2 separate regions of the Ovis aries genome follow, and region 2 is linked to region 1. Evidence: chromatin contacts called from public Hi-C data. All regions are on one chromosome and are shown on one strand. Each heading gives the region's core, a stretch centred on a gene start, on an enhancer-like site or on the middle of the called end of the contact. The rest is flanking DNA. Distances are from core to core; before and after follow the strand shown. Region 1 has its middle 18 kb from the start of GPRC5D. Region 2 holds the start of APOLD1 (apolipoprotein L domain containing 1).

Region 1 (4,903 bases), core at 887-3,386:
GCTCTTCTGCCCTCCAGGAACATGGTAGGCTTATACTTTTTGTCCCTTTTGAGGTTGGGTGGGACCATGACACTAATTCTGGCCAGTAAGTTGGAGCAGAAATTATGTCACTTCCAAAGCTGATTCCAGGAAGAAACAATTCATTATTGGTACCAGACTGTCAAAAGTTTTTTCCCTCCACCACAGTGGCAAGCAGAGCTGCAAACAGTGACTGCTCCATCCATCTGGGTTCCATGAGGAACATGCGGTGTGAATAAGAAATAGAACTTTCTTATTGTAAACCCCCAGGTTGTTATTTCAGCTAGCCATGCCCAGCCTGATTGATGCAGCCGATTATTTGGTACCTTGAAGTAAAACAAAGGAGGTACTCGCCTGAATGTTTGACTTTACTACTTGTTATTCCAGTTTTCTTCAAAGGCATCCTTAGATTAAAGAAGAACCACCCTGAACTTGACCGATACAGGCCACACTTCTGTGGCAGGCGTGTGGTTTCACAGCTATCCACGTAATTACACTTCACTGGGACAGCTGCCATCATAAGAACATGCAGAAGATGAAGTGGTAACTTAGAGTCACTGTCTCAGAGACCGAGGGCAAGAAAGACTTCCCGTGGAGGTCAAAGCTTGAGCTCTGTCTTACATGGGAGGGAGGGAGGGCAGAATTCATGGGGAAAGATGTGGGGAATGATACTCAGAGCCGCCACTAACAGGGAGTCTTTGTCCAAGCTAGGAAAACGTGCCCCTTCTGGGTGAGTGATGGGCTTCCCAGGTGGCTCAGATGGAAAGAGTCTGCCTGCAATGCAGGAGACCCAGGTTCAGTCCCTGGGTCAGGAAATGGATAAGGAAATGGCAACCCACTCCAGTATTCTTACCCGGAAAATCCCATGGATGGAGGAGGCTGGCGGGCTACAGTCCATGGGGCTGCAAAGTCAGACACGACTGAGCAACTAACACTGGGTGGATGAATGGGAAGACATGGCTGCAGCACCCATGGATACAGCCTCATGCCAAGCACACTGTGTGGGGAGGGGGGCGGAGCGATGGGGTGTGGGGCTACATAAGTGGAACAGGGTTGAATTCCGACCCCACTCACCATCTCAGCCATGTATCTCTGAGCAGTGCAGAAATCAACAACTATGTGACTGGCTGCAAAGACCCAGGTTTGCAGAGCAGAAAACACCCCCAAGTAACGGTGTTGCTGTTGTTGTTTAGTCGCCAAGTCCAACTCTATCGTAACCCCATGGACTGTAGCCCGCCAGGCTCCTCTGTCCGTGGGATTTCCTAGGCAAGAATACTGGATCAGGTTGCCATTTCCTTCTCCAGAGGATCTTCCCCACATGGGGATCAAGCCTGCAACTCCTGCATCACACGCAGATTCCTCACCACTGAGCCACCTGTAAGAGCGTACCTGCAAGGAAAGCCAAGGCGTTCCGTACTGAATCACACAAAGCGGAAAGCAATAGGAGTTGAGGCTGGAGAGCTGAGCTTCCTGGGCTCACACAGGACTTAGATCCCGAAAGCAGGAACCCAGACATGGGTGCGAAGGGCATTGAACGGAGGGGCCGGCCGACCAGCAGCACTGTGCCAAGTCAAGCTGGAATCTGGGGTGGAGGCACACATGTGTACCCCTGGCACAGGCTTATCAACAAACCCGCCCATGTTTTGAACCCAATGGAAAAAGTTAAAAGCTCTCCAGTCAAAAAAAAAAAAAAAAAAACCTAGAGTTCTTCGTTGCCCAATCTGTTTACACGCCTTTGTCAACCCTCATAAACCCCTGGGAGGAACGTGGCAGCCACAGTAGCCCAGGGACCGAAGCCTGATGGGAAATAATTGTTGCTGTTGTGAAATAAAGCAGGGTCGTGAAACAAACCACGGCAGCCTGTTTTTATAAAACATCTATGTGTTGTGGATCATGGACTTTCTGCATTCTTTTTTTTTTTTTTTTAATATTGTAATCCATCTTGGTGACTGAGGGTCTTGGCGCTCCCTTGAATTTTGTGCTGGAGCTAAGAGCCTCGATCTCCCCACCCGGGCCCCAGCCCTGTGAATGGATCAGATCTGCCTCGTGGGGAAGGGTGGAACAGAGGCTGGAGTGGGAACCCTGGCTGCATGTTAGAATCACTTGGGAAGTTCTAAAAGCTGTCCATGGCCTGACCTCACCACAGACCAATTAAATCAGAATTTCTGGGAGTGGAGCGCAGGCATGTGTATGTTATAAAATCTTTCCAGATGATTCTGTTTGGCAGCAAACCAGGCTTGCAAACCACAGCCTTAAACAGATATTTAGGTTTTAATGTAGGGAATGAGGAAGACAGAGGAGCCAGTATCCTGGCTTGGGTGACTCACAGGACCACGCTTCCAGTTTGCAAAAGAGGGAACCCCAGGTAGAGGGTCCAGGTGGAGAAACAGAGCTGGAGGTGGAGAGGACAATAAATCAGTGGTTTTGAACCAACTGAGTTGGAAGTGGAAGCACCTGAATGAATACAAGGCTGTGAAGTTGCAGTGGAGACAGAAAGGGAGGTTGGGGAGTGAGCTTAGAGGTGGAGATGGGTGATGAAGCAGGAGATGTGATCCTGGCCAGGAGGGGGAGGGGCAGAAGGAAGGGGCCCCAGAATGCCTAGCAGCGAAGAAGGCTGCTCCATCCCTAAGGGCTATCTCTCCTGATGCCTGTGTCTCCATGTCCAGTTTCAGCTTTAACCCTGGGAGGTCTCCACCAAGATCCCTTCAGGGAGGGAACTGGAATCTTGTTTGCAGAACCACACTATGGCTCCCAGACAGGAGAACAGACTGAGAGGCTTCCTATGGATTGAGTTCAAAGGTAGGGAAGGCAAAAAGTAGGGTTTGCCTGGAAGATTGGTGAATTAGGAAAGGTGGACCAAGATGGCTAACTCTCTGATGCCTTTCCCCAGATGTGTGGTGTTGGAGAAGACTCTTGAGAGTCCCTTGGACTGCAAGGAGATCAAACCAGTCATTTCTAAAGGAAATCAACCCTGAATATTCATTGGAAGGATGGATGCTGAAGCTTCCATGCTTTGGCCACGTGTTGTGAAGAGCTGACTCACTGGAAAAGACCCTAATGCTGGGAAACATTGAAGGCAAAAGGACGAGAGGGTGACAGAGGATGAGATGGTTAGATAGCATCACGGACTCATGGACATGAATTTGAGCAAGCTCCCGGAGATAGTGAAAGATAGGAAAGCCTTGCATCCTGCAGTCTACGAGGTCATAAAGCATCAGACACAAGTTAGTGACTGAACAATAAACCTGTCCAGTCAGGAGAATCAGCTGGGATGCCTATTGCAAGTATAACTTTTCATACCTGGACCCCGATCTACTACATCAGACCTTCCAGGAAACGGCCCTGGAATCTGCATTTTTAACAAGCTTCCTTCCCTTGTGGTTCCGCTGGTAAAGAATCCACCTGTAATGCGGAAGACCTGGGTTTGACCCCTGGGTTGGGAAGATTCCCCTGGAGAAGGGAAAGGCTACCCACTCCAGTATTTTGGCCTGGAGAATTCCATGGACTGTATAGTCCATGGGGTCGCAAAGAGTCAGACACGACTGAGCGACTTTCACACTTCACATCACTTCATGTGACTCTTTAGACAGCGTGAGTTTGGGAGGTGCTGCTCTGTAGACAAGAGAAGACTTCCTCTGTGTTCTGGTTTGGAGCGAAGACTGTCCAGGTTTTTCCAATTTGGCTCAAAAAGGCAGAAAGTGATTGCTTTGATATGGCATCAATGGAAAGATTTTATGAGTCAGTCCTGTTCCTGGGAACATTCAAATTCCCTTTGCATCTTCTTCTCTCCTCTTCTCCAGTGTAATGTGCAGCTCAGCCCGAGCCCATCCCTGCCACGTCCCCACTGACCCTCGCCTGCTGCCACCCAGTCACAATCCAGGACACACTGACCAGTTTTCCCAAGAGAGACTGTTGCTGGAAACAACAGTTGCCTTGAAATGTAGGAAGACAAATCCTTTCAAGCCTCTTTGCTGGCACTCTCATCTATTTCCCGTTTGGTTTATGCAGTCTGAAAGGTCCTTGTTCATCCATTTGGTTCAAGTCAGTTTAGGAAAGTAATGTACTTGAAAAAAAAAAAGATTGCCATTGATCTTCAGGGGGATCAGTCTAAAACGCCTCTCTGATTTTTGCCTTGGGGGCTGCTTTTCGCTTTTCTCATATGTGAAGTTTGTTCTTATGTAGTTCTCCTAGGAAACGGCACTTTCCCAAGCTTGACAAAGAAAAGCCTCAGGGAAATAAAACTTGGATGTGATGAAATGAACTCAGCCCCCAAAGTCAAGAATTTCCTTTCTCTCCTCCAAGCCTCAGGTTTGTGAATAGCTTTTATCACACTGGAGTTAAGTGTTGTTCTTGTACGGAAAAAAAAAAAAAAACACACAAAAATCTGATGGTGGATCAACTGAAATTCATCATGATTATTTAAAGATAAATGACCCCAAAAGATACCAGAGCAGACTAGAGGGACTCTGACAGCGGTGCTCGCTAAGTGAGGTGTGTGTGTGTACTTAGTTGCTAAGTCGTGTCCGACTCTTTGCAACCCCATAGACAGTAGCCCTCCAGGCTCCTCTGTCCATTGGGATTCTCCAGGGAAGAATACTGGAGTGGGTAGCCATTCCCTTCTTCAGGGGATCTTCCCAACCCAGGGATCGAACCTGAGTCCCTTATGTCTCCTACATTGGCTGGCAGGTTCTTTACCACTGAGCCACCTGGGAAGCCCCTGAGTGAGAAACCAGCATCCTAATTACCCTGTGATAAACGAACAAAAAAAAATTACCTTTCTCCCCCAAAGTTTATTGGTTCATGCAACAAATTCTGATATGTGTGCAGGCATGGAACTAGGCCCTGGGGCTATAAGAGGACACAAAAGAATTCTCTGCCTTCCTAA
Region 2 (5,380 bases), core at 105-2,604, 110 kb after region 1:
AGAATACTGGAGTGGGTTGCCATTTCCTTCTCCAGGGGATCTTCCCGACCCAGGGATCAAACCCGGGTTTCCTGCATTGCAGGCAGACGCTTTAACCTCTGAGCCACCAGGGAAGCCCTATAATTAATATTATAAGTCTACTGCAATACTGAAGGGCTTCCCAGGTAGCTAAGTGGTAAAGAATCAGCCTGCCAATGCAGGAGATGCAGGTTCAATCCCTGGGTGGGGAATATCTCCTGGAGAAGGAAATGGCTACCCACTCCTGTATTCTTGCCTGGAGAATTCCATGGATGGAGGAGCCTGGCAGGCTACAATCCATGGGATCAGAAAGAGCCACCCAGGACTGAACAGGCATGGAATACTGAGCCCTAATCTCTGAAAGATGACATGTGGCAAGCAGTAGGTTGTACCCCTTTACAAAGCCCTTTCCTTACAAGAAGACTAAGATCTTAAGAGTTTTGCAATACAGTTTTTTCCCCTCTCTGATGAGTGAAAAAGACGAATCACCAAAAACTCAAAAAGCATCTATCAAATGTAAGAAACTAATTTTTCTAAGTTAGATGCTCACCTGAAGCAACTCTACTGCTTGTTATTTTTCCCAGCTCTTATCTTAGAATCAAGCCTAAGATTACTTAGGCTTGTGCTATTTCTTCTAACTAGAGTTCATCAGGTCTTCAGAAATCTCACTCTTTGATACATGCTTAATTAAAAGTAAATTACACTAGCACCAGTATGTTCCTTTATGATGAAAGCTCCCTTTAAAAATGAGTAGCAATTGAACAGAATTTTAAAAGGGACCACAATTTTCATTGAACAGCTCACTGAGGGCTACCCTTGTCCCGAGCTGAACGGAAGCCAATTGAAGATGACTAACAGAGAAAACTGTACATCCTGAGTAAAAGTACATCCTTTCTAGTTGCCAAAGATTTCTCCCTTCATAGCCATTGTACATCTCATTATTAGGAACTTCTCAAAAGTGACAAAGCTATAGAAATCCAACATTTGACCACTGTGAGATATCAGAACAGAAATCATTCTCATGTGGAAGGTGAGGAAATTGAAACATAGACAAGTTCTACCTGCAGCTGATACTTCACAGAGCTCAGTGTAGAATCTTGGTCTCTAGACTCCTAGATCTTAATTTTATTAGCATGCCTCCATAACTGTACCCACCACTGACAAATTGCCAGATAAGGACACCTCTGAGCAAAAACGAGGCAAAATTACTCAAAATATATTACGGACCAAGGATACAATCCCAGTATTACCAGTCCAGTGGCTATTTTTTCAGATAGCATCCCTCTGGTCTCCCCACTTACCATTCACTTCTGGCTATCTCCAGGAAAGAAGAATCTGAGGCTGTTTCTGGATGAGCAAGCTTTATAGTTCCAGAGAGCCAATGACGGCCCTGGGAAAGCCTTGTCTTTTCTGAGAACTTGCCATTTCCTGTCCTGGCCCCTGCTGCCTTCATCCAGAAGGATATGACATGGTGGAAAATGACCCGCCAGCCTCGCAGCACATCCCGTATTTAGGAAATGAACATTGTGTGTTCGCTTTCCCCCAAACGCAGGAAAAGAACCACAGGCTCTTCCCCAACTTGAAACAAGTGCTGTCATTGTCCCGGGGGGCATACTCTGCCTTCCCTTTCCTGAAAATAGCTAATGACGTTATCTGAGAGGACATAAAACGCACCCCAGGCTGACCAATTATAGTGTTTCTCGGGAGGCCACCAGTACACAACCACTTTTTAAAAAGAAAAAGGGAAGAGACTCTTTTATGTCTGATAGAGCCACTCGCAGTCCACTCCTGTATTTTTTTTAAAAAAAGCATCTTGAATCTGAACACTTGAAACACGTGATTCAGTAGGCGCGCAACCTTCAGAATGCAAAGCCACGCCCACAGGAAGTGCTGCGTGCAGTTTTGAGCATCTCCAGCTGCGGAGAAGCTCTTGGAGGTCTCAGAAAGGGCACACCTCGGGCCAAATGCGTCAGAAAAATCAGTGGGGTCAGGCTGCACGAGGAGCTAATTACACACTTTCAACAGCAGCGGAGATTCTGTTTCCTGGGTTTTCAGGGGAAGCAACCACTGAAGCCCAGGCAATAGTTATATGAGTGCATTCTACCCCCACGGAATGAAGCACCGGCTGAAGGGCAATATTCTGGATCATTCAGGAGAGGAAAACAAGGATAGCGTCTGTGGATGCTTTCTGGGACATTCAGATAGGTGTTGGCTGTTCAGCCAGGAAGACTCCTACCACAGATTCCCAGATACGAATTATTGTCTCAACTCTCTGGTTCGTCTGGAAAGCCTTAGCAACCATATCTTTCTTGAACACAAGTCCCCCACCTTTATAAGTAGACATGGTATTGAGGAACACAACCCAGTTTATTGCTACTCACAATCATGGGCCTTTTGAACTTGCTTTTTCTGAATCTGACCCATGTCCAAAAATTCTGGTTACAGCTCCTCACAGGATAAACATAACCCTCAGTCAGACACCTTCAGTGCCTGCCTGTGCTTTTGAGGCAAGAGGTGGGAAAATGTCTTCCACTGAACCCACAGACGTAGTCATACAAATGGAATGCAAAACGGGGTGAATTGGGCAGACGGTCAGGCGGTGGGCGTGGGGGGGCGGGGGATGGCGGAGGGCGTGGCTTCGGCGGTGGTAGAGTAGGCAGGGAGTGAGACAATGTACCCTGATTCTCCAACTCTCATTTGCTCCTCCAGCTTCCCTGGACGTTTTCTTGCGTTTGGGGTTTTGTTGTTGTTTAGTCACTGAGTGGTATCTGTAGCATGCCAGGCTTCTCTGTCCATGGGATTCTCAGGCAAGATTACTGGAGTGGGTTGCCATTTCCTTTCCCAGGGGATCTTCCAGACCCAGCGATCGAACCCTCGTCTCCTGCATTGGCAGGCAGATTCTTTACCACTGAGCCACCAGAGAAGCCCGTGTTTGGGGTTTAGATGAACACAAATAAATCTTTATTTCATGAATGGGTGAATGTTGCTGGGATACAGAGAGGATCACCATCTTCAGAGCATCAATAATCATAGTTCAGAAGTCGGATGAAGAGGAGAAGGTCCAGGAGAATGCGCAGTACTGACCTCAGTCAATATCCAAGAATTCGTTTTTCTCTGTTATAAATCCTTTTTTTTTTTTTTTAATGGAACAAAAAGCATTCATTTGACAGTTTGGGTTTGTTGTAGTTTTACCACCTGTAAAAATCTGGTACTTCATTTCTAAAGATAGACACATGAACATAATACTTTTGGCTCAGTATTTATTTACTTTCATATATTGAAGCACAATAAGAAATTTAAGGAGTAATTGAAGGTATTTTGATCAAAAGTATTATTGAGGCAGTTCCCCCAACATCTTGGGGACTGCACCCTAAAACTTGTTTTTTAAACTGTTTTCTGGGCACCTGTAACCCATCATCCCGGACACGTTACATTGAAAGTGGGGACTGACCTTCAGATTGAATGTGCAACCAGGGCTGTGAACCACTGCTGTAGAAGCTGTGAATTCTCTGACCACTGGTTACATGGCAGCAGAAACAGTATAGCTAGTAGTTTGTGAGTCAGGTGTTTATACAGTTAAGTTGTTAACAACTCATTAGTCTGGGGCCCCTAGCTAAAATTATCACATTTTAAAAATAAAGTGATAGCTATGTTCTGGGCCTGCCAGAGTTCTAGAAAGGTCTAGGTCACTTCTATTTTTTTTAAGGGTCTCAGTGAATTTTTTTTTTAATTTTTTTTTTAAAGAAGAAATTTTATAAACGAGAAGGTCCTACTGTATAGCACAGAAAATTACATTCAGTATACTATGAGAAACCAAAATGAAACAGAATATTTTTAAAAAGAATGTATATATAGAGCTGGCCCAAACGAACTTTTTGGCCAATCCAGTATATGTATAACTGAATCAGTTTGCTGTACAGCAGAAATTTTTAAATTAATTTTTATTGGAGTCTAGTTGATTTATAATGTTGTGTTTGTTTCTGCTGTACAGGAAAGTAAATCAGTTATGCATATACATGTATTCACTCTTTTTTAGATTCTTTCCATATAGGGCATTACAGAGTACTGAGTAGACTTTCCTGTGCTATAGAGTAGGTCCTTATTAGTTATCTGTTTTATATATAGTAGTGTGTATATGTTACTCCCAGTCTCCCAATTTATCCCCTCTTCTTTCCCCTCTTGGTAACCATAAGTTTGTTTTCTACATCTGTGACTCTATTCCTATTTTTATAAATAAGTTCATTTGTACCTTTTGTTTAGATTCCACATACAAACACTATCTATAATATTTCTCTATCTTACTTCACTCAGTATGACAGTTCATCCATGTGGCTGCAGCAGAAATGAACATAACACTGTAAATCAGCTATACTTCAATCAAAATAAAATAAATAAATTTTAAAATGAGATATAAAAATGTGTGGCTTATTTCTTTTAATTACCATATGACAGATCTTCAGTTCAGTTCAGTTCAGTCGCTCAGTCGAGTCCGACTCTTGGCGACCCCATGAATTGCAGCACGCCAGGCTTCCCTGTCCATCACCAACTCCTGCAGTTCACTCAGACTCAAGTCCGAGTCAGTGATGCCATCCAGCCATCTCATCCTCTGTCGTCCCCTTCTCCTCTTGCCCCCAATCCCTCCCAGCATCAGAGTCTTTTCCAATAAGTCAACTCTTTGCATGAGGTGGACAGAATATTAGAGTTTCAGCTTTAGCATCATTCCTTCCAAAGAACACCCAGGACTGATCTCCTTTAGAATGGACTGGTTGGATCTCCTTGCAGTCCAAGGGACTCTCAGGAGTCTTCTCCAACACCACAGTTCAAAAGCATCAGCTCTTCGGTGCTCAGCCTTCTTCATAGTCCAAATCTCATATCCATACATGACTACTGGAAAAACCATAGCCTTGACTAGACGGACCTTTTTTGGCAAAGTAATGTCTCTGCTTTTCAATATGCTATCTAGGTTGGTCATAACTTTCCTTCCAAGGAGTAAGCGTCTTTTAATTTCATGGCTGCAATCACCATCTGCAGTGATTCTGGAGCCCCAAAAAATAAAATCTGACACTGTTTCCCCATCTATTTGCCATGAAGTGATGGGACCAAATGCCATGATCTTCGTTTTCTGAATGTTGAGCATTAAGCCAACTTTTTCACTCTCCTCTTTCACTTTCATCAAGAGGCTTTTTAGTTTCTCTTCACTAATGTCACTATTTCTCTATTCATAAGATAATCACTGATTTATAAAATAATACATTTTTAAATAGTACATTACTTTGGCAGTGTGACACAAATTTAGGGAGCTCTGTGACAACCTAGAGGGGTGGGATGGGGTGGAAAGTTCAAGAGGGAAGGGACATGTGTA

The links. A called contact is a pair of places that touch in the nucleus more often than the background predicts.
Region 2: a contact with region 1 is called in a Hi-C map of skin fibroblasts, with 1.9 times the contacts expected there. The contact joins the promoter of APOLD1 here to the enhancer-like site in region 1. A contact is called at or near these places in 2 of 16 Hi-C or Micro-C datasets (skin fibroblasts and tail adipose tissue).

The regions. Positions count from the first base shown.
Region 1 is chr3:202,614,850-202,619,752 of ARS-UI_Ramb_v3.0, forward strand. No RefSeq gene overlaps it. Among named protein-coding and RNA genes, the nearest start is that of GPRC5D, 18 kb to the left of the region's middle. Within about 2 kb of position 2,137, at least 10 of the 54 cell types and tissues checked have an H3K27ac peak or open chromatin away from gene starts, as enhancers often do. A contact at or near this core is called in tail adipose tissue, where this site is marked.
Region 2 is chr3:202,723,228-202,728,607 of ARS-UI_Ramb_v3.0, forward strand. It overlaps APOLD1 (apolipoprotein L domain containing 1), which reads right to left and starts at 1,355. Exons shown (of 2, transcript XM_004023473.4): 1 at 1,320-1,355. The coding sequence starts at 1,322.